2 separate regions of the Mus musculus genome follow, and region 2 is linked to region 1. Evidence: chromatin contacts called from public Hi-C data. All regions are on one chromosome and are shown on one strand. Each heading gives the region's core, a stretch centred on a gene start, on an enhancer-like site or on the middle of the called end of the contact. The rest is flanking DNA. Distances are from core to core; before and after follow the strand shown.

Region 1 (4,676 bases), core at 1,347-3,846:
AAAGGACCCAGGCATAGCAAGGCCTGCCTACCATCCCAGTACTCAGCAGGTTAAGCATGGCTGGGTTCCAGGTCAGAGGAGACCACAAGGTAGGATTTTCTTCTCAAATAAATGTAAAGAGTGTGTGTATAGCTTAACTTCATAACTCTACAATGTATACATACATTGTACATAGAGATAAACATGTGCGACTCTTGTCAATTCAAAGTTTTGGTTTTCTCCTATAAGAGAACCCAGAGTTAGATGAGGTACACTTGGTTAATCCCAGCACTCAGGAGGCAGAAGCAAGAGGATCTCTGTGACTTTAAGACCAGTCATTTTGAGGTCAGCCTGGTTTATGGAGTGAGTTTCAGGACAGCCAAGGGTACACGAGAAACCCTGTGTCGAAAAACCAAAGTAAGTAAGTAAATCAATCAATCAATCAATAAATAAGACAAGCCAGGGTTACAGAGTGGGACCCTGCTAACCACAAAACAACCGCCCCCTGCCTAGTTTGTCCAGTATCTCAGCAGGGGGTAATGCCAGGTTGACAGAGGCCTCATTGTCACCTTCCTGGCAACAGAGTCTTGGAGAGCCTCTGAGAGAATGCTGAATTCTTTGATGTAAGTTATTGGAAAGAGGAGGAAAGAGAAAAAAGGAAACCCTGAAGCCAGGCCTGATGCTACAGGTTTCTAAGTTTATCACTAGGGAGGTGTAGATACCTGAAGTTCAAGGTTATCTTGTATTATGCTACAAGCTCCACGCCAGACAAGAGAGGAGGCAATTGGAGGGAGAGAGGTTGTATATGTGCATGTATTTAGTACATTTCCAGCTACAAATCCAAAGTACTACAGACCTGTGAAGTTTTCATTTTCTATGTCTAAACAGCATAAAAATCTTTTTTTGTTTTGTTTTGTTTTTTTGAGACAGGGTTTCTCTGTATAGCCCTGGCTGTCCTGGAACTTACTCTGTAGACCAGGCTGGCCTTGAACTCAGAAATTCACCTGCCTCTGCCTCCCAAGTGCTGGAATTAAAGACGTGCGTCACTACTGCTCAGCTTCAGCATAAAAATCTTTGTTTTTTTTTTTTTTTTTTTTCTTTTTGTTGTTTTTCGAGAAAGGGTTTCTCTGTATAGCCTTGGCTGTCCTGGAACTCACTTTGTAGACCAGGCTGGCCTCAAACTCAGAAATCCGCCGCCTCTGCCTCCGAGTGCTGGCATTAAAGGCGTGCGCCACCACGCCCAGCTTCAGCATAAAAATCTTAAAGCTTCTGATGAAATTATAAATTGAGAATGAGATTACAAAGCCTCAAAAATCCAATGTTTCAACAACTACAGCACTGTTCAGGATTAGAACATGATTTTGACAAGACTTGCATGCATATTGAGCCAGAAGCACTATACTGCCTGCATAGCCATGATCTTAGTAAAGAACCTGGGGTCACAGAGCTAACTTGCTGAACGTAGCAAAGCATCCCAGTTCTGAAGCCAGGCTTTCAATCCCAAAGCCTCCTAATTCTACAGAAGACCTTTAGTCATCATCGTAAAAGAATTTACCATCACGCTTATTTATTTTGGGATTCACGGCATGCACCCCCATGCCTGCTCTGTAACTTTATTACTACATTTTAAAATTTATGTTTGTATGGTAGGAGAGTGTTCTCCTGCGTGGAAGACACATGAAAACCTGCAGGAGCTGGTTCTCTTCTTCCACCACGTAGGTTCTGAGGATTAATCCACGTACTCTGGGAGGTATGGGTCTGTATCTACTGATCTACCTGGGTGGCTCAAACCTCAGAAAAAGAGAGACAGATTTGACACAATCATGGCTACTCTTCAGTTACAACATGTTATTGCTGGTTTTCCTGAGATGGATGGAACTATGACATGCAAAATAAAGTCATGCACACAGTACAATACCTGGTATATCCACTGCCATGAAAATCTGTGCTATTTAAGCTCCTGATGACAGTTTGCTGTGTGGAAGATAAAACTAATCAACAAAAATGTCTTGCCATCTCCCTCCCCGCAGGAAAGTCTAAATACTCAAAAAAAATGTTATGATCCACACCTCTCACCCAAGCCCACCATGAGAGGAGAAAAAAACCGACTCAATTGCCGCAGAAGATATACTCGAGATGGGGAAACAGATAATCAACTGTACCCACAAGCCACCCAAGCACTAAATACAGAGTTTAACATTCACAAAAATTAAAGTAACTATGGTCCATACTCAAATTGCAAGCCGCATCTGAGTATTAAACGAAAGTGTTTAACACCACGTAAACGCGAAATATCTGATACACAAAATTAAGAAAACGAGAAAGGGTAGGCTGAAAAACAGGAGGTGCAATCTTGGCGTGGTAGCGGACATAAACGTTTATTGTCACAGCTGGAATGCATTCAGACGGGCATTCAAAGGAAGGAGTACAGATTCCAACTCACCGCCACATTTCCACAAGTCTGAAAGGCGGTGAACATAAACATAAAGGCAACTCCTAAAATAACGATGTTGAAAAGCTTTTTAGACTCCGGGGACATTTTGGCTCCGCTTGCTCAGAGGCCAGCAGCGGCCCAGGACAGTCACCTCTTCTCCTCCAGTCGAACCCCCTGACAGCCCTGAGGGAAGAAACCAGATGAGAGAACCACGAAGCCAGACTGCCGATTTCCAATCTTGGGATGGGAATCGTGGGTTTAAGGGAAATCTCTCCCCACCGGTACAGTCGGGACCCTCCGGGGACGCGACCGAGTGCAGAGGAGACCCGGGGTCTACCCGCCGCAACTCCAGTTGCAGGGAACGGGATCCGGGGCAAGGACGAGCAGTAGCAGCTGCTGGGGCCCGCCCTCCCGGCCTGACTCACAGCAGATCACGAGACCGGTCAGCTGACCAGAGTCTGGTCGCAGCGCCCGCCGGGAAATGTAGTCCCGGCGCCCCGTGGGGGGAGGGGAGGGTACGGCCGCACGCTGTGGCTAGCGCGTACTTTAGGTCTACACTACCCGTCCCTTCGTAGAGAGCAAAGGCCCCGAGAAGTGAAACCAAGGCAGCGAGCCTCAGTCAGGAGCGGCGGGAGAGGGGAACGTGAGGTGGCCCCGGGACACAGAGAGGCAAAAGAGAGCGCAAGAACCGGCTCTGACAGGCGGGACTGAAGGCTGGGCGGAACGGCGCGTGGAGCCCGGGCATTGGCGTGGGGAAGGGGCGGGGCTCTGGTGGGGCGCGCTTCCTCTTTCTCCCTCCATAGAGCCTCGTTCTTCCCCTTCCCCGCGCTCTCGCGGACGCACCCACGGTAGAGCATTTGGCGGGCTTTCTAACTGCCTTCTCTGGCTGCTCCCCCGCCCCACCGCAGTGACTGCGCGCTTTCCGCCCGCCCGCCGCGCGGTGCGCAGGCGCACCTGGGAGGGGCGGGGCGCGCGGCGGCGACGTTACGCAACACGGCCGAATGGGCCAATCAGGAGATTCATTTCCGGGTGGCGCGGGCGCCATTTTGTAAGGGTGGGTATAAATGCGCGCTGGGGCCCGCCCGCTCGCTTAGTTGCTGCTCAGGCGTCCGTCAGGTTCGGGTGCTCTGCGGCGGCCTTGCGGCTCCCTCCCTACCCACGAGGACTGTAGCTACCGAGCGCCTGACGGAGCTGCGTTTCCGGAGAGCGAGGGCCTGTCCGGGGCGTTAGGGTCTCGGCGCCGCTTCGCAGCCATGAGCTACGGCCGCCCGCCTCCCGATGTGGAGGGCATGACCTCCCTCAAGGTGGACAACCTGACCTACCGCACCTCGCCCGACACCCTGAGGCGCGTCTTCGAGAAATACGGGCGCGTCGGCGACGTGTACATTCCGCGGGACCGCTACACCAAGGAGTCCCGGGGCTTCGCCTTCGTCCGGTTCCACGACAAGCGCGACGCCGAAGACGCCATGGACGCCATGGACGGGGCGGTGCTCGACGGCCGCGAGCTGCGGGTGCAGATGGCGCGCTACGGCCGCCCGCCCGACTCGCACCACAGCCGCCGGGGCCCGCCACCCCGTCGGTACGGCGGCGGCGGCTACGGGCGGCGGAGCCGCAGGTGAGCGGGGCCCGGGGCGGAGCGGGAGGCGGACGGGCACAAAGGTACGCGGAGCACGTGGAGCCAGCCCCTCCCTCGCGGCCGGGGTGGCAGCAGGGCCGGGCCACTCCGTGCGAGACCCCGCCTCGCGGCAAGGGAAATGGCGCCTGGCAGCCAGATAATGGCGGCGGGGCGGGCGGGGCGGGACCGGCGGCCTGCAAGCTCACCCTGTCGCTTCGTTCACGTCCCACTCGCAGCCCTCGGCGACGCCGGCGCAGCCGATCTCGAAGCCGGAGTCGGTCCAGGTCGCGAAGCCGCTCCCGCTACAGCCGCTCCAAGTCTCGGTCCCGCACTCGCTCGCGCTCCAGATCAACCTCCAAGTCCAGATCTGCCCGAAGATCCAAGTCCAAGTCCTCCTCCGTCTCCAGATCCCGCTCGAGGTCAAGGTCCAGGTCGCGATCGAGAAGCCCTCCGCCCGTGTCGAAGCGAGAGTCCAAGTCTAGGTCGCGGTCCAAGAGCCCACCCAAGTCTCCAGAAGAAGAGGGAGCAGTTTCTTCCTAAGAAAATGGTAATGTCTGCGGGAATCTGAGACACGCCCTAACTCCCGTGGGGTATGGAGTAGGTTTTTTGAGCCTTGTTAGCATAAAGACTCCTGGTGTTAAGAGTACT
Region 2 (4,676 bases), core at 773-3,272, 3.1 Mb before region 1:
CCTGTGTCCAACACCTCAAAAACTCAAAAGATCTCATCACCTCATGTTCACATGGAAGGTTCACCAACCACTGCCCCACCAAACCCACAGTAATTCCATTCTAAGCTCCCAGCCTGCTAGCCCTCAATCAGTGCCATGATCCAGATCTTCTGGATCCAGATTCTCTGCCACTGCAACAGCTCTGACTGGACATCCAGATGAATTACAGCAGCATGTGAGTGAAGCCTGAAGCCGTTACGTGCAGGCTGACTGCCCGGGCATGAGTTTTACTAAGGAGAACCATGGGACTCTCCAAAGCAAAGCTACTCCTCATACCCTGCGTGATTCTCACCATGGAAGTTCCTCTTTAACGATTTCAGTAAAGAAGCAAGAAAACCAGACTGTGACCAGTATTTCTTTTCCCATTCCCCTGCAGTACAAAGCAAACTGTAATGGAACTAATGACTAATAATTTAATAAACCTCCCTCTCCCGACAGCATGTGCTTCCGCAGACCAACAAGAGGGGAACATATACCATGGAGTCTACAGATACTAAACATAAAGAACAAAAGGCTGTTCTCAATCTTGTTTGCCGGCAGCTTGAACATGGTTTTAGAGCTCCTTCAGCCCCTACACCCACCTTCAAGGTTCCTCCAGACCCATGTAACTACAACTCTAAAGCCTTTATTAAATGATGAATTAAAGTATAATCTGCCCCCGGGACTCCAGCTGAAACCTAAGCAGCCACCCTGGAGGCTTCCATCTGCTGTAGGCAACAGAGCAAGCACAGCTATGAGGGTTTCACAGGCCATTGCCTAGAAAGGCACAACCATGGTTGGTTCATACAATCAGAAACTGTTGCTCTCGAGCAGAGCACAATCCCATTTAGCCATGAACCAGCAACTCCATGTGAAAACCTAGTGGCTGGTGGAAAGCCTTTCACTCACCCTTAAGACAGTTTTGAAATAAAGCACAGCTTTGTAAAGAGGACTGCCATGCACAGGGCAGGGCAGGAATTTCTCTCTTGAAAAAAAAAATGTCACTGAGAACTGCAGCGGACCTGATGCCATCAGGGAGCCCCAGGCTGTGCTGTTGAGGGTAAGGGGCCAGGGCTGTGAGAACCCATGGTGAAGAAATAGGAAATGGCCCGTCCATCTGTACCCAAAGCATGGACATAACATGACACCAGGGGGCTTGCACAAGGCTCTGCAGTTCTTCCATGAGAAACTGTCATTTCACAGATTAGTATGTGAATGCGAGACTCTTAACACATATCAGAAGCAAAAGCAGGCGCGTCAGCCTCCTACACAATTAGTCTTCTCCCTCTGCGGTTACATAAGATGATGGATTATCTGTCCACCCATCCAACCTGTCCGAGCTCGACCTCCCACTTTGGGCCACGTCCATTAACACTCGTAAAGGAGTTGTGGAAAGGGAAAGCCTGTTGAAGAGAAAGTGCCCAGAGGCTGGCATAACAGCACCTAGAAGAGCCCCACGGTGCCACCGCGCCAAGCAAGCGCAGGGCGACCGCCCGCAGCAGCCTGCAACCTCCACGCCGCCCCCGCTCCTTGTTCCCCTCACTCTGGGATGCAGCGGACCAGGCCAGATCGCAGAGCAGCCCAGGCCCTGAACATCTCGGTCCCTCCGGACGCCAGGACAGACAGGCGTACTGAGGGAGCGCGCGGGGGCTGAGCGGCGCCGTCGGGGTGGGGGCGTCCACTCGTGCTCGGGGACGGCGCGGGCCGCGGCGGGCGTAAGGACCCTGGGCGGGCGCGGCCACCTGTGACCAACGGAAGATCGGTCCACCACACCCGCAGTCCGGGAGCCGGTGCCCTGCTCGGGCCTGAAGACCTAGGGGCGACTCGGAGCCGCGCTGGAAACTCACCTTGTAGACATTTTCCGTGAGCCGGTGCATCTCCTCCGAGCGTGAAAGCGACATGGTCCTGGGTCCCGGCTACACCACAGACCAGAGCAGGGGCACGGGTGGCGGTGAGGAAAGCGACAACTGCAGCAACAGGAAAAGGCGCGCAGACCAGGACCACAGAGCGCGGCGCCCGGCGGCCGCTGCTTTTATAGCCGCTGAAGGCCCCACCCCACAAAAACCCCGCCTCCGGGCCCCGCCCCCGCCGCGCCCGGATCACCGCCCCCGGCTGTCCGCCCCCGCCCAGCCTAGCCGCTGCTAGGCAACCGCCAGGCCCGCTCCTGCGCCGTCTTTTCTATTGGTAGATTTCGGAGGCGGGGGCGAAGGGCGGAGCTAGAGGAGGGACTCGGAGGCCGGCTCCGAGCGGCAATTGGTCGGCCGCTGGGAGGCGGAGGCGCGGCGCGCTGAGGCCCTGGAGCTGCCTGAGGGGGTCGGAGCGACAGCCGGGCTGGGGGCGGAAAGCGGGGGCGGGGTGGCGCAGGAAGAGCTAGCGCGGGGTGTGGGCGGTGCGGGTGGCACCGGCGCGAGCGCGCGTGGAGGCGGCACTCGGGAGGCAGCGATCCGAGCTGCAGGCCCTCAAGGGTCCCTCAGGAGTGCGCGACAGGGGCCGGTGGCTCCCGCGCTATTGCAGGTGAGTCGGCGAGGCGTGCGTCGACCCTGGACGGTCTTCCGGAAGGGAGGAAACCCGGAGCCGGAGTAGGTGGAGACGGAGGAAGGTGCTGAACTCTAGCGGGAGAACCCTGAGCCCTGGAGGCAGGATCGGGACAGGGTGGGCCCTGGGGCGGGTGCTTGTGGTGGACTGGTGCTGAACGGAGGGTGGCGGCCGACAGTTGGGTCTAGAATTCCGGGAAGAGGACCCAAGAGAGGAGCGAGGGAGACGTGGAGCGAGTTCCATGGGGTGGTTCGGAAGGGAATTGGGGCGGGGGCGGGAGTTGGGTGGATAGCTCCGGGGGAGGAGCCTCTCAGCACAGCTTGGAATTGCCCAGTAGCTGATGGTTTAAGGAAGGGTAAGGCTTGGCTGAGAAAACTGACCAGGTTGGCACACGGGGTTCCAACGCGGTTCCCTTTGAAGAAATATTTACATCAATTAGACGAACAGAGAGGAATTATTTGCTTTACATTGTAAAACACCAGAGCTGAATGTTTCCTTTTAATTAAACATAACACTCCAGCATCCATTTCCTGGACAGCTGGTTACACCACTCCAACAACCCAGAGGACACAAATCCAAGGCGCGGCTGTCAAGCCTCAGCAGGGGACTCAGACGGCCCCTATTCACTTTGCTACATGTGTAAGGAGAAGGAATTCAGCCCACTGTCCTCTGTTTCCTTGTCGTCTATGTACATCTCTGTGTACATCTCTGTGTATCTGTCTTTTCTTGGGTTCTTCTTGTGACAGAAAGCCAGCTTAAACTAACTGGCTGTCAAATAAGGACTTGTCAATTACTGTTCACTGCGACTGGTTGGTTACAGCTGCCCCTTCATCTCACTTTCTAGTCCATTTAGACCAGCATGGTATGGTGCCTACTCAAGCACACACTGATCCCCTCACTGATCAGAAAGCCAACAAGGAGCTGTGCACTGGGGTAGAAGCAACTCCTCCATGCTTGCCCCAGGCCAAGGCCATGGAGGAGAACTAGAGGTGGAGGCTGGCAGCAAACACTTGGGGTCTGTCTGAAAAAGGGCAGAGAAGCTCCCCCAAGAAAAGTTCCCATGGCTTGGACCACTCCCCCTTCCACAACATCCCAAGACTCTTTCCTGGGCCTGCCTACCCATAGTCACCCCATTTCTGTGCTACATGGGTGGCAGACTCAGGTCTGTCCATGTCCCAGGCAGGAGGCTGGCCAGCTGCAGCAGAAACCCACAGTGGGAAGAGGGTGTCAGGACAGTGTCTCAAACCTGCCTGCAGCTCAGAGCTCTGTGACAATGGCCGTCCTGACAGGACTTGCTGGGGTTGGAAGGGGACAGGAGAGAGGAGTTGTGTTCCCTCCAGCTCTTTATTGGGGCTGACCATAGCCCGAGTTCAGACTTCAGCACGGAAGCCTTTCTGACCCTGGAAGCAGCTCCTTTAATAGTAGGGGGCACCAATGGTCAGAGGTCAGGTTGCTGAGTGGGTGGGCACACCATAAGCAGCATGCTCACAGATCAGCAAGACTCTGGCTCCAAGTGGATTAGGGGGCCACTCTTTCCCTGACTCCTTTTCTTCCAAAGCCCGTTACAAACTTCATCATATTCCTCTTCCTGTTACACTGGTGTCTGAGGAATCTGCTTACTTTCCTAAAAGTTCAGTAGGCTGGTAGCTAGGAAATAGTGGCCCGTGTGTGAGCTTGCACCCGCTTCTGTCCATCGGAGTGGAGGAAGCTATTGTCAAGGTGGAACCATTGTCATTGGCTCCTCCTGAATCTTCCCAGAAGGAATGATGATAAGTGTCACCCAGGGTGATGGCTGACAGTCAACACACCTCCCAGACCTTCTGATATACCCCGGCTCTTCTTATACTGTGCCAAGGTGGGAGTGGGGCTCACTGGTTCTGGTTCTGGGGTGGAGGGGAGCAGGCCTCAGTGAATGAGCAGCTCTGGGAGAAGTCACTGGAAGCAGAGACAGACCATTGTCCATATGCTTCTGGCCTTCCCACTCAGTGCTCCCTGAGTGGCGATCTGCAGCCACCCCAGCCATAAACCCATGTGTCCACTTCCCTGAGCCCAGCCTCACTTTCTCCACAGGCACGCTGCTGAGCGCAGGCCCAGGGCAGGCACCGCCTCAGATCCTGCCCTGT

The links. A called contact is a pair of places that touch in the nucleus more often than the background predicts.
Region 2: a contact with region 1 is called in a Hi-C map of CD4 T cells, with 6 times the contacts expected there. The contact joins the promoter of Baiap2 here to the promoter of Mfsd11 in region 1.

What each region holds. Positions count from the first base shown.
Region 1 is chr11:116,851,920-116,856,595 of GRCm38.p6, reverse strand. Mfsd11 (major facilitator superfamily domain containing 11) reads right to left here and starts at 2,596. Exons shown (of 13, transcript NM_178620.4): 1 at 2,423-2,596; 2 at 1,898-1,953. The coding sequence starts at 2,518. Srsf2 (serine and arginine-rich splicing factor 2) reads left to right here and starts at 3,502. Exons shown (of 3, transcript NM_011358.2): 1 at 3,502-4,028; 2 at 4,265-4,575. The coding sequence starts at 3,667. The coding sequence ends at 4,568.
Region 2 is chr11:119,940,438-119,945,113 of GRCm38.p6, reverse strand. It overlaps Baiap2 (brain-specific angiogenesis inhibitor 1-associated protein 2), which reads right to left and starts at 2,022. Exons shown (of 14, transcript NM_130862.4): 1 at 1,866-2,022. The coding sequence starts at 1,919. It overlaps Gm11767 (a long non-coding RNA gene), which reads left to right and starts at 2,020. Exons shown (of 5, transcript XR_001780400.2): 1 at 2,020-2,532.